Linked DNA regions of Mus musculus: region 2 is linked to region 1. Evidence: chromatin contacts called from public HiChIP or PLAC-seq data. All regions are on one chromosome and are shown on one strand. Each heading gives the region's core, a stretch centred on a gene start, on an enhancer-like site or on the middle of the called end of the contact. The rest is flanking DNA. Distances are from core to core; before and after follow the strand shown. Region 1 has its middle 9.7 kb from the start of Rufy1. Region 2 overlaps Sar1b (secretion associated Ras related GTPase 1B).

Region 1 (5,910 bases), core at 2,552-5,051:
TATACATATTTTATGAGCAACACATAGTGTGTGAGTGTGTGAACATGTGGAGTGTGTGGACATAGGTTGTGTGTGCAAGGATATCTAGTGTACTGTAAGCAAGGCATTTGTGCATATGGCATGGTATAAATATATGTGCACGTAGCATGTGCATATGGTTTGCATGTTGTATTGTATGAGATATATGTGCATGCATATGATACAGTATCTTTCAGGAAATGTGTGTGCCTTGTGGGTGTACAGGTACATATGCTATGTGTCTGCCTTGTCTGGGTATATATGGAGTGTTCTATGTGACATGTCATATTGTATGTGGTACGTGCACATACCATGTGTTTTGCTGCAGCACATTTTGTCTATGTACGTGTTTTTGTGTATGTACTGTGTGTGATGTATGCTGGCATGTGTTGTATATATGTCTGTGGGGCATGTATAAATATGTGGTATGTGTTTAGGTATTGTAGGTGGAAGAGTTAACTTTTCATCTTCTTCTACATGTGTGGACTGAATCATTTCAGTCTTTCACAAAGTGTGCATTAAACCACCCGGAGACCAACAGGCAGGCTGAAGCCCTTGGAAGACGTACACTCCTCTCCAACATTCTTTATAGCATAGCCCTTGCCCCCATTTTCCAGCCATGGCTCTCTTTTACAGGTGAGGCAGCTAGAATAAGTACTAGATGTAAGATTCCAATTTGAATCTTCTGACCAGCAAGAAACTTAGTGATTCTGTACTAGTGTTGTAAATGATAATGATAATAACATGAAATGCTAGTGTAATTGACATACTAGTGCTGACTGTGACCTCAAATATAAATGTAACTTCATAGTATTAGTGTCGCCAGGTAAACATTAAAATGTTATTACACTTCTCTGAGGTTAAAAAGCAACAGCCCAAGCGTAGGTCAAGGGTGTCACTCAGTGGTAGGGTACCTGCCTAGCAAGCGCAACAACCTGAGCTACTCTCCAGCACAACACACAGCATGTGAGCGAGTAAGGAAGTTTCTGAATAAAAAACAATATGGGTGTGTCCCTGGGAGCAGGAGGTGGGGGTTTCTCCTCTCAGAATCCTTACCAACCCCTCTGTCTTCCCCCTGCTTCCCATGGAGAGTAATCCTGGCTGTGCCTACAGCCACACCCCCACCTGCCCAAGGTACTGTCCATCTCCAGCATCCTCCCTCCAGCTCCATCAGCTTTCCACATTACTGGCCTTCTCTAGCATATTAAGATGCTGCTGCCCGCCCTGACTGAAGAGAACAAACAGAACACCCAGTCTTACCTCCTCTGCCAGTTGTTTGGCTTTACTAATCTCTCATTCCTCCCCACGTCCCACCATCTCACTTAAGCCTACGCCAAATAGGCTTCTGTTTGCTTGGTTTTGCATGCGGCTCTGGGAAATTATTTTAATCAAGATCTCAGGTTGTCTCTGCCTGCTGGTCCTCAGTCAGCTCGCTTCCCTAGTTTCCTCTTCTTTGTGTATGGGGTAGGGCGGGGTCCGGGGTCTCAGCAGCCAGCACGGGCTGGCCTCCACATCTCAGTCCTCCAGCCTCAGCCTCCTAAACCCTGGGATTGCAGCTGGATTCCTGCCCATTTTGGTGACTCCCTCCCTGGGTTCTGTGATATCTCCCTCCACCCCTCCTTTAACACACCTCTATTCCCCTATCCACTTTGCTGGCTCTACTTCTCCATGGTCTCCTTTCCCTCTCTGTCCACCTACTTTCCCTTGTTCTCTTGGCTCATCTGTATATCCTCTCCTGCTTTGCCAGTGAGTGGAAAGGCATCTGTGACTAGTCCTGGCCTAGGAGCTGTGAACAGAAGAGGCAGGTCATTTCCCGGCACTGCCTGGCACACGACTCTCCAGCTGCCTTTTCTCTGGCTACAGCTATTTGAAAAGATCTTCACATCGAGACGTGTGACCAAAAACCAAAGCAGCTGGATGGCTGAGTCACGCTATGAGAGACAGATGGGCTGGGAAGAAGCCCAGACCTGCAGCAGGCTTCACAGGAGCAAGAAACGAAGTGCGGTGCCAGGTGTGGTGGCGCACGCCTGAAATTCCACCACTTGGCAGGAGGATTGTAAGTTCCAGGTCAGCCTGGGCTAAGGAATAAGATCATCTCCAAAAAAAAAATTTTAAATCTAACCAGATTTGGGGGCTGTTTGTTACCAAGGCAGAGGCCCAAATCTGTCCTGACTTCATATAGTTATCTTGCCTCGGTTTGTACTTTAATACTGTCTGTACATTAATAACGTCCACATTTCTAGATCTTCCTAGAGTCTAGACCAGCGAGTGTTTCTCAGCCTTCCTAATGCTGTGACCCTTTAATACAGTTCTTCGTGTTGTGATAATCCCTGAACATAAAATAATTTTGTTGTTACTTTGTAACTGTAATTTTGCTACTGTTATGAATCATAATGTAAATAGCTGTGTTTTCCCATGATCTTAGGTGACCCCTGTAAAAGGGTCCCTCCACCCCAGCTTGAGTATCCCTGGTCTAGACTCAAGTAGCCAATCACCTAGTCAACACTCCAATAAAATGTTAGATAGCCCAAACTCAATAAATACAAAGTGGATTCTGTCTGTGTGTGCGTTGTATGTGTTTCTGACTCTGACTCTGTCTCTGTCTCTCTCTCCCTCCCTTTATATATTTGTATGTTTTGTGTGTGTGTGTGTGTGTGTGTGTGTGATGTGCACACGTTGCTATGGGTGTTTGCATGTGTAAGTGTGCACACTCACATGTATGCACATGTGCGGAGGCCAGACATTGACACCATATGTCTTTCTCACTCACTCTCTGCCTTATATTTCGAGACAAGGTCCCAGTGACCCTGACACTCAGGGATTGACTCAGCTGGCTGGCCAGTGCGTTCCAGGATTCTTGTTCTTCTGTCTTCTCCCTCCACATCCCACCAAATGCTGAGGTCACAGATGCTTACAGCAAATGCTGGTTTTTATGTTGCTGCTGGGGATCTGAACTCGGGCCCTCACTCCTGTATGGCAGCTGTCTTTATCAAATGAACTATCTTCCCCATCCCTGGTGGCTAACAACTGTCGATAACACCAGTTCCAGGGAATCTGAGCCCAACTTCCAGCCCCTGTGAATACCATGCATGTAAGTGATACACAGACACAAATGCCAGCATAATCCACATACACATAATATTAAATATATATGTACTATATTTAAAAAATAATGATTTTTTTAAAGCTGGGCATGGTGACTCAGTCCTGTAATCTCAGCAGTCGGGAAGCAGGCATGACAATTGCCACCAGCCTGAACTAAGAACTGAGTTCTAGGCCAGCCTGGAAATTGTGTCATTTGCACAACATGGAAGGAGAACTATTTGGGAGGATGAAGAGGAACATGGGATGGAGGAGAAGGGAAGAGAGAGGATGATGGAGGTTAGATATGCATATGTAAGAAAATGTCATAACGAGCCCTATTATTTTGTACCCCAACTGAAAATTCACTAGATAAAAGGCAGCCATCAGGCATATAGCACAGAGATGATGCACATATCATCTGAGGTTGAAGAGTGTGCCTGTGTGTGCCACATGCATGCAGTGCCTAAGGAAGACAGAAGGGGGCGTCAAATCCCCTGGAGCTGAAGTTAGAGGCGGTTGTGAGCTAGCCCACATGGGTTCCCGTAACTGAACTTTGGTCCTCTGCAGCAAATGCAGTTAGCAGCCACTGAGCCATCTCTCCGCCCCCACGTTTTACTTTTTTGTGTAATGAAATGTATCCATTGTTGCTCTTACTGCTTCTGGATTTTGAGTCATAGGAAACTAGACTTGTTTCCAGTGTGAGTCATTGTGTGAGCAAACATCTGAGGAGCTGCCCTCCTTCGAGTGTTACTTAATGACATGCACATGTGTAGATGAACATTTGCCCGGATAGCTGCGTCTCTGGGCTCACAATACTGAAAAATGTACTCACTCTATAACGTTTCCTTTAATTGTCAAGGAGACACACTAGGAAGGACATCTAGGTGAGCATTTGTCTGGATCCGGTTGGCCTCTGAACATGCCTGAGGGACACCTGTCTTGATTGCTTTAATTGAGATAGGAAGACCCAGGCTGAGAGTAAGCAGCACCATTCCCTTGGTTTGGGCATCGCTCTATCTGAGAGCAGGGAATGCTAGCTGAGCACTAACTACACAGACCTGTGTTCATTTTTTCTGTGCTCTAGATCACGGATGTGCTATAACCAGGCACTTCAAGCTCCTGTCACTGTGACCTCCCTGCAATGGTGGGCTGTAATCTGGAACTGTGAGCTAAAACAGTTCCTTACTTCTTTAAAATTGGCGGGGGGGGGGGGGCCTCCAGGGGTAAGGACGGAGGGGGGGGTTGTAAGGCTATTTTATCGTAGCAGCAAAAGTGAATCTAGGGCACTCACTTTCTATTCTCACTCTTTGCTGCCTCAGAAACTCTGAGGTCAGTCTTACCCCTAAACCGCCAGTTGTAAGGGAACTTCTCTTTATCTTGTGTGTGTGTGTGTGTGTGTGTGTGTGTGTGTGCATAAGTGGTAACTGTACATGTGACAACACGTGGGCACATGTGTGTGCAGGCATGTGCACCCACCATACATGTGCTTGTGAAGACCAAAGGTTGATGGCTGATGTTGAGTATTTATCTTAATTCCTCTCCCCCTTTCTCTTTTGAGACAAGGTCCCTTCACTAAGCTCGCCATTTTGGTTAGCCTGGCAGGCCAACAAGCTCCAAGGAGCTGCCCCTTTCCGGCCGCCCCACCCAGACTCTGGAACTGCTGCACGTGGAGCTGTACCAAGCTTTTTACATTGTGCTATGGGTCTGAACTCAGGGTTTTATAATCGTGTTTTCTAAATGTCTATTTTTTATTTTTTTAAAGGCTGTATTTTGATTTTTATGTGTATGAGTGTTTGCCTGCGTGTATGTATGTATGGTCACCACATGTGTGCCTGTGGAAACCAGAAGAGGGACACCATCAGATTTCATGGAACTGGAGTTACAGATGGGTGTGAATCACCCACCCTATGGGTTCTCAGAGCTGAACCTGGATTGTCTGCAAGAGCAGCCAGTGCTCTTAACCTCTGAGCCATCTCTCCAGCAAGTCTGGCCCCTCACCTTTTATCATCTAGTTCTCTGAGTTTCCTTTGCTGCTTCTGGGAGGGTTGTTTAAGGTGCTGTTCCAACGTGGCCATTTCTTCTTCAGCTCTCATTCATTCTCTCTTTCTCTCTCACATCTTTTATTTCCATTGTTATATTTTTGACACTTAACCTTTTACTTACTTTAAAATTATTTCTATGGGGCCTGAAGAGGTAGCTCTGCAATTCAAAGCAAGAGTATTTGCTGCTCTTTCAGAAGACGATCCTAAGTATAAAATAAAATAAAATAAAATATAGCTAACAGAGTCAAACCACACACACAGAGACACACACACAGCGGGCCATGCTGTGCTGTCTCAACACAGGCCCAAAGCAGCAAGATTAAGAGTCAGTGGACTAAAACCTTGTCAGTCAACAATAGCAGCCTAAAGTGGAAGGGAGAAAGCCCACAAGGCCTCAATCCTTCACAAAGGACTATGGGCAATGAAGGAATTCTGGGAGTGAGAGAAATACTCTTCCCCAGAGAAGAGACCATCCATTGGTTACCCAATACCAAATGATAATCCCTAAAAACATGTACACACATAACATTATACAGACTGAGCAGGAGGCATTTATGTATTTAGGACTATATGGGTAGACATAATCATATACACATATAGCAACAATTAATGAAAAAAGAGGCCATGACTTTGAAAGAGAGAAAGGAGGGACATATGGGAGGGGCTAGAAGAAGAAACAAGAAGGAGGAAATGACCTAATTATATTGTAATCTCAAAATAATTTTCCCAAGATAAACCTTTTCCTGTATTCAGTTGATTATTAAAA
Region 2 (6,329 bases), core at 878-3,377, 1.3 Mb before region 1:
AGTGGTTGCTGGGAATTGAACTCAGGACCTTTGGAAGAGCAGTCAGTATTTTTAACCACTGAGACATCTCACCAGCCCTATAGGTGTCTTCAGACACAGCAGAAGAGGGCATTGGATCCCATTACAGATGGTTATGAGCCACCATGTGGTTGCTGGGATTTGAACTCAGGACCTCTGGAAGAGCAGCCAGTGCTCTTAACTGCTGAGCCATCTCTCCAGTCCCCAAATAGATTTAAAAACAAAAACAAAAACAAAAACAAAAACAAAAACACATTTGAAATGGATGTGGTAGAATACTTTTATAAGTCCCAGCACTGAGGAGTCTAAGGTGAAGGTCCTAGGCCAGCCTGAGCTAGATAGCAGAAGTCTAAATATATAAATACATTTGAAATGGAGTGAGAAAAATAAGAATTTCTTCTTCAGGAAAAGTGAGGGATGGGTATAATGATAAAATGAAAGGGAAAACCTTCCGGAAGAGCTGGGCATGGGGTGCACACCTCTAATCTCAGCCTAGGGAGGCAGAGGCAGGTGGATCTCTGGGAGATGAAGGCCAGCCTGGTCTACAGAGTGAGGTCCAAGACAGAGAGCTACATAATAGAGAGAAAGAGGGGAACACTAATCTGATTAGGAGTTTACACTGAGAGCACCCCTTCCTGTATGGGTCAGAGGAGGGAGGCCCAGAGAATCTGACTTCCAAAGATGGAGAGGCATAGAGCCTGTTGGCACACACCTAAAATCCCAGAGTTTAGAAAGCTAAGTTTAAAGACTGACTTTAAGGCCAGCTTGGGCTACACATATATTGAAACCTGTCTCAAAAATAGTGGGAGTGAGGAAATTTTGAAATATATAGGACAAGTACTGTAATGGTGGATCAAGTTAAATGACTGTTCAAAAGGCTGGGGATGTACCTCGTGGGTAGCATGCTTACCCAAGAACATGAAAGGAACAGGATTTGAGCCATAGCACTGAGTTTATTTATTCATTATTTTTAGTTTTCAAGACCGGGTTTCTCTGTGTAGCCCTGGCTGTCCTTGAACTCACTCTGTAGACCAGGCTGGCCTCGAATTCAGAAATCTACCTGCCTCTTGCTTCCTCATGCTGGGATTAAAGGTATTTGATACCACCACCAGGCCAGCACTGAGTTTAACAGAAAAAAAAAAAGTTAGAGATCTAAGAAACATTTTCAGCAGCGGCCATCACTGATGTGTTTCTCCTCAACACCCCCACATTACAACCCCACCTTCTGTGATGTTGGGCTTTAGAAAATTCAGACTTCCAGGACAGAGAAAAAAGGGCCAAGGGGAGAGGGCTCTGAGTGTGACCCTGAAGCTGAGAGGAGCATAGAGAGCTCGAGAAGAGCACTGGAGGGCACAGTGAGAGGCCCTGGTGAGCTGACCCAGTGCAGGCTGAGCAGACAAAGGATCGGTGTAAGAACAGAGCTGACCAAAGGCAAGCTTCCACAGAACAGCGCCAACAGAGTAGAGGGAGGGTCTGGAAACCAGAAGACAAGTGTGGCTGTAGTAAACAGGGAGAGGTGAAGCAGGCCAGGGTGCATCAGAATAGGAAGAGCAGGGTTCAAAGAAGTTCTGGTCTGGGTGGTGGCAGCTCTAAGGTCAGGCATGGAAAGATAAAGGGACATTGGGGTGAAAGGTGCAGGAAGCCAGGGTAGGAGGTGCCGCGTACACAGTGACAGGTCTTAGACTCATCTAAAAGAGCAGAGGGCATTGCTACACAAAGCAGCACTGAGTCAAGAGGCAAAGTCTTCACTGGGATGATGGTGTGTCAGGGGAGCTACAAAAAGTGCTGGCGAGTAGAACAGGAAAAGGATTTTCCTGCACGAGGGTGCTGCCAGTCTATGATTATAAAATCTAACTCAGAAATTACCTACCTACACAGAGAAACTCTACTGGAGAAGATAGTCATAGTTCTATAAAATTATAATTTACTAAACCCTCAAAACAAGCTAGGAATTACTAAAATAAAAATATCTCTTTGTTTCTGTTTTGTTCAAGTCGAAGCAAAAATAAAAACATCCAACTAAGAATAAAGCCACTTAGCTACAAACAGACACCTGAGCCCTGGGAACAGGTTACACAACCCAGGAACACATCACAGGGATGTGAAGAGCAAAGGTCACTGACAAGGAAACATCCCACATCAGCAGATTTATTTATTGCACGAACACCAAACAGGAAAAGACTTTGCAATCTACTCATGTAACATGAAAATCAGCGCAGTGAACAGAACTCAGGTTACAAATCACTGCTTAAAACTCTGACTCGTTGAACTTGTATGGATAACTCTCCACGTGAAATGTCCACGCAGGCAAATCTGCTTGAGAGCAAGCAGATTAGTGCTGTCAGAAGGGGGAGAGGAGTCTGGGCAACTGCTAATGGGAACAGGGTTGCTTTCAGAGGTGAGAAAAAATGTTCTAGAATAGTGGTGAAGGTTGTGTAACATTGTGACTATACTGGGAACACTCTGCATACTATAAAATGGAGAATATTACGGTATGTCAAGTCTAGTTCAATAAAGCTATCATTCGACATAAAAGCAAATAAAAACCTTAAATGGACATTTTATGTTTACAAATAATTTATGAGGAAACAGAATCCTTATTCTTGAGGTTTTTATTTTTAAAAGACAAGTTACCATGTAGCTCAGACTTCATTTCCCAAGTGCTAGAGTTATAAGCATGTCACCATGCCCAACTTAATAACTTTTAATATGAAATTAATCAATAGCATTCTCATTTTAAAATCTACTGACGTGTGTGTGTGTGTGTGTGTGTGTGTGTGTGTGTGTGTGTTAGGGGCTCATGTGTCATGGCACCTGTGTGGAGGTCAGAGGACAGCTTTGTAGGCACTGGGGCTTGAACTCAGGCTGCCAGACTTGTGCAGCAAGCACTTTGACCAGAGGAAGCACCTTGCCAGCCCTGTTTCCATGTTGCATAGGAATATATTGTCACTGAGTGCCACCATAGCAAGTATTAGGAAAGTATCCTGCAAACACAGGCACAGAAATTTCACTACAAACCAAAAAGTGTGACACTCACCTGATCATAGCTCTAGGCTAAGGCTGAAGGATTCCTGGTTTGAGACCAGCAATGGACTACATTATGATTCTTTTTTTATTTTTATTGAGTCAGGATCTTACTGAGTAGCCCTAGTTGGGCTGGAATTCACTGTGTAGATCAGGCTGGCTTTGAACTCAGAGATCTGCCTGCTTCTGCCTTCCCAGTGCTGGAATTAAATGTGTATACCACTATTCTTGGAGTATGGTGTGCTTATAAGTCCAGCATTTGTGACATGACAGATCATAGTGAATTAAGGCCAGCTTGGACTAATGAGATTCTGTCTCCAACAGACAACAATGACGACCAAAAACAGCACAGCAAATATAAGCAAGATACACGAAGATGAAAATGTTAACACAGGGGCTGGGGAGGCAGTTCAGACGTTAAGACCTCTTGTTCTTGCTGACCCAGGCTCAGTTCCCAGCACCTACATGGTGGCTCACAACATCTGTAACTCTAATTCCAGGGGATCTGATGGCTACTTCTGGTCCACAGGCATCAGGCATGCATGCAGTACAAATGCATATATGTAGGCAAAAGACCCATACACATAAATAGATGCAGGCAAAATACCCATAACATAGAGCTTTTAAAAAGTCACAATAAAACTCATTATTTTGTATGCTAACTTCCCCAGGTTGTACTCTGATCTCTACATGCTCAACATGGCATACACAATCCCTCCCCCACATACAAGACAAAGAGATAGCATGCTATCTGTAATCTAATTTACCACTAGAAATACAAAGGACAGGCTGGAGACATAGCTCAGTTAGTAGAGTGCTTGCTTAGCTTGCAGTTTGACAGCACATAAGCCAGGCATGGGATAGCACACAGGCCTGTAATCTACTCACTTGGGAGGTAGACATGAGATCCAAAGTTCAAGGCCAGCCTGTGCTACCAGGTAAAACTATGCTTGACCAAGTTCTGTTATTGTTGTTTGTTTGTTGACAGGGTGCCACTATGTAGCTGGCCTGGGACTTTCCGTGAGCCCCAGCCACCCCTGCCTGAGGGCTGCACTAAAGGGATGCACAACCCCATCTGCCTTGCACCTCGGTGTTCTGCACACTAAATCTCAGAAGTGCTCTGCTTCACACATCTTACCTAAAACAGCTTACGGGACAATAACTGACTCCAGCTCAATCCCCAATACAAAGCAATTGTATGAATTAAACTTTTTAAAAGATTTATTTATTTTATATATTTGAGCACACTGTCAGTGTCTTCAGACACGCCAGAAAAGGGCACCGGATCTCATTACTGATGGTTTGTGAGCCACCATGTGGTTGCTGAGAATTGAACTCAGAACCTCAGGAAGGGCAGCTGAGCCATGTCTACAGCCCTGAATTAAACTTTTTAATTCATTTAATTTTTAAAAAGTGGGTACTTGTTTCCTCTGGAGAAAAGTGGCAGCCATTTGAAAGAAGGTTAAGACCACAAGAAATACAGCTTTAAGAGTGTATAACAGGAGAAGAAGAAAAAACCTTCTGTCAAAAGGATAGTAGAAAAAAGGAGGAAGGGAAAGAGAGGGAAAGAGGGAGAGAGAACACTTGAGAGGCTGATGGGGGAGAATCTCAAAGAGGCCAGCCTGGACTACAAAGCAAGACCTAGTCTTAACAACTAAAAGAATGTTGTGAGACTGGCAGTGAATTTGGACTTGCCTCTAGTGGACTAAGACAACTCAGACTGGTATATCTGATAATAAATTCCATCCTCAAAACACCAATAGAAGGCTATCCAGATGGCTTATTAGGTCAAGGTGCTATCACCAAGCCCGATGACCTGAGTTTAATTTCAGAAACCCACACCTTGGCATGAATTCCCTGATATGATCTTTAACTCAGACACACTCATAATACATATGTAATAAAACATTACCAACATTAATAAAACAATAACCAAATTTTTTGTAAAAAGTACATACAATGGAGAAACTTTATCATGTTTTGCAAAAAAAGTAATTTCAGTGAGTTTCAGCCAACTTTGTCCGTGAGAGAGGGGTGGGGATGAGGTGAATCACTGCTATAGCACTCTAGTTTGTAAGTTTCGAATGAGGTGGCAGTGATTTCCACATCTGATAGACTGCTCCTTTGTGTCAAGTCCTGCTTACATTTCTACTCCAATAGCACAAGGCAGAGGAAATCTAGAGTTCACCGTATTCAAACTGCAAAACTTCACAACTACAGAATCGCTTCTCTAACATCCTGACAACAAGGACACTTTCCTTTTCTGTAAACTCAGAAATGCCTGGGAGCAGCTTAACTCTGAGACCAATTTTGTTTTCTTGAGATAAGATCTTCGAAGGCAGACTTGGCTCAAATGATGCCCCTGCCCTCTTGAGTAGGTGGAATTGTAGGGTCAGAGTGCCTGCCTATGTTCAAACAAAAATTTTTTAAAGGTCAAAATATTGTGGTCACAAACCCAAATGTACCAAAAGGTGCAATGGTAGGCATGCATTGCCCTGTTTGACTGATGACACTCATCATTGGCAAACTGTAAAATCACCCTTATTGGTCACCTGTAAAATAATTGACAGGGGTGTCTTCCTTAGCAGACTGCGGTGCTGTACAGGTGGCACCTTCTTTTTCACTGTAACTACTCTGACCAATATTTAAACAAAGGACACAGACATTCAAGGTAAGATGACACCCACACAGAGCTTGATTTAAGAATGTTCAAATACGTGACAGTAAGTTCAATTTACTTCATCCCAATACGTTAAACTCCTAATAAATTTTTTTCCTTCAGTTAACAAGACTACACTTGAACCTTTCAAAATAAATTTTATCTTATCGTAAAATCTTGACTTTTCCCCCCATTAGTATCTTTCCCCTTCATTCAACCCGGCTTGAGCTATACGGTAAGTACGGAGAATGAGGAGGCCCAGTGACCGCCACACTTACTGGGACAACACAGAGCCGTCCTAGCCTCTCCAGCTGTCTATGACCCCTAATTCGCTCATCCTACCAAATGGGGAAACTGAGGGCCAGGGGAAGGAAAAGAGTCTCGCGTGCGGTACTCTCACTCTTTCCTGAAATACTTGCCCTGTGGCAACCACTGTTTTACCCCTAGAGCCACTAGAGCGGTTTCCGCAGGTAGGGATCGGTGTTGTCCCTCACCCTGCGTGAAAAAAACAAAACAAAAACAAAACCCAAAACAACAGGCTCCCTGTTCGCGAAGGACCCGAGACAAGAGCTCTGGGTGAGTGGGCAGCATAAAGAGTGGCCTTCCGAAGGGCCACAGCTGTCGCCCG

The links. HiChIP or PLAC-seq counts read pairs in DNA pulled down with a chosen protein or histone mark.
Region 2: a contact with region 1 is called in a FOXA1 HiChIP or PLAC-seq map of pancreatic cancer cells. The contact joins two enhancer-like sites. A contact is called at or near these places in 1 of 39 promoter capture datasets (pre-B cells), 1 of 115 datasets of contacts at active chromatin or transcription factors (pancreatic cancer cells) and 1 of 9 other capture datasets (adipose tissue).

The regions. Positions count from the first base shown.
Region 1 is chr11:50,437,847-50,443,756 of GRCm38.p6, reverse strand. No RefSeq gene overlaps it. Among named protein-coding and RNA genes, the nearest start is that of Rufy1, 9.7 kb to the right of the region's middle. Within about 2 kb of position 3,801, at least 55 of the 459 cell types and tissues checked have an H3K27ac peak or open chromatin away from gene starts, as enhancers often do. A contact at or near this core is called in pancreatic cancer cells, where this site is marked.
Region 2 is chr11:51,763,824-51,770,152 of GRCm38.p6, reverse strand. All of the region lies in intron 1 of Sar1b (secretion associated Ras related GTPase 1B), which reads right to left. Among named protein-coding and RNA genes, the nearest start is that of Sar1b, 3.3 kb to the right of the region's middle. Within about 2 kb of position 2,127, at least 33 of the 459 cell types and tissues checked have an H3K27ac peak or open chromatin away from gene starts, as enhancers often do. A contact at or near this core is called in pancreatic cancer cells, where this site is marked.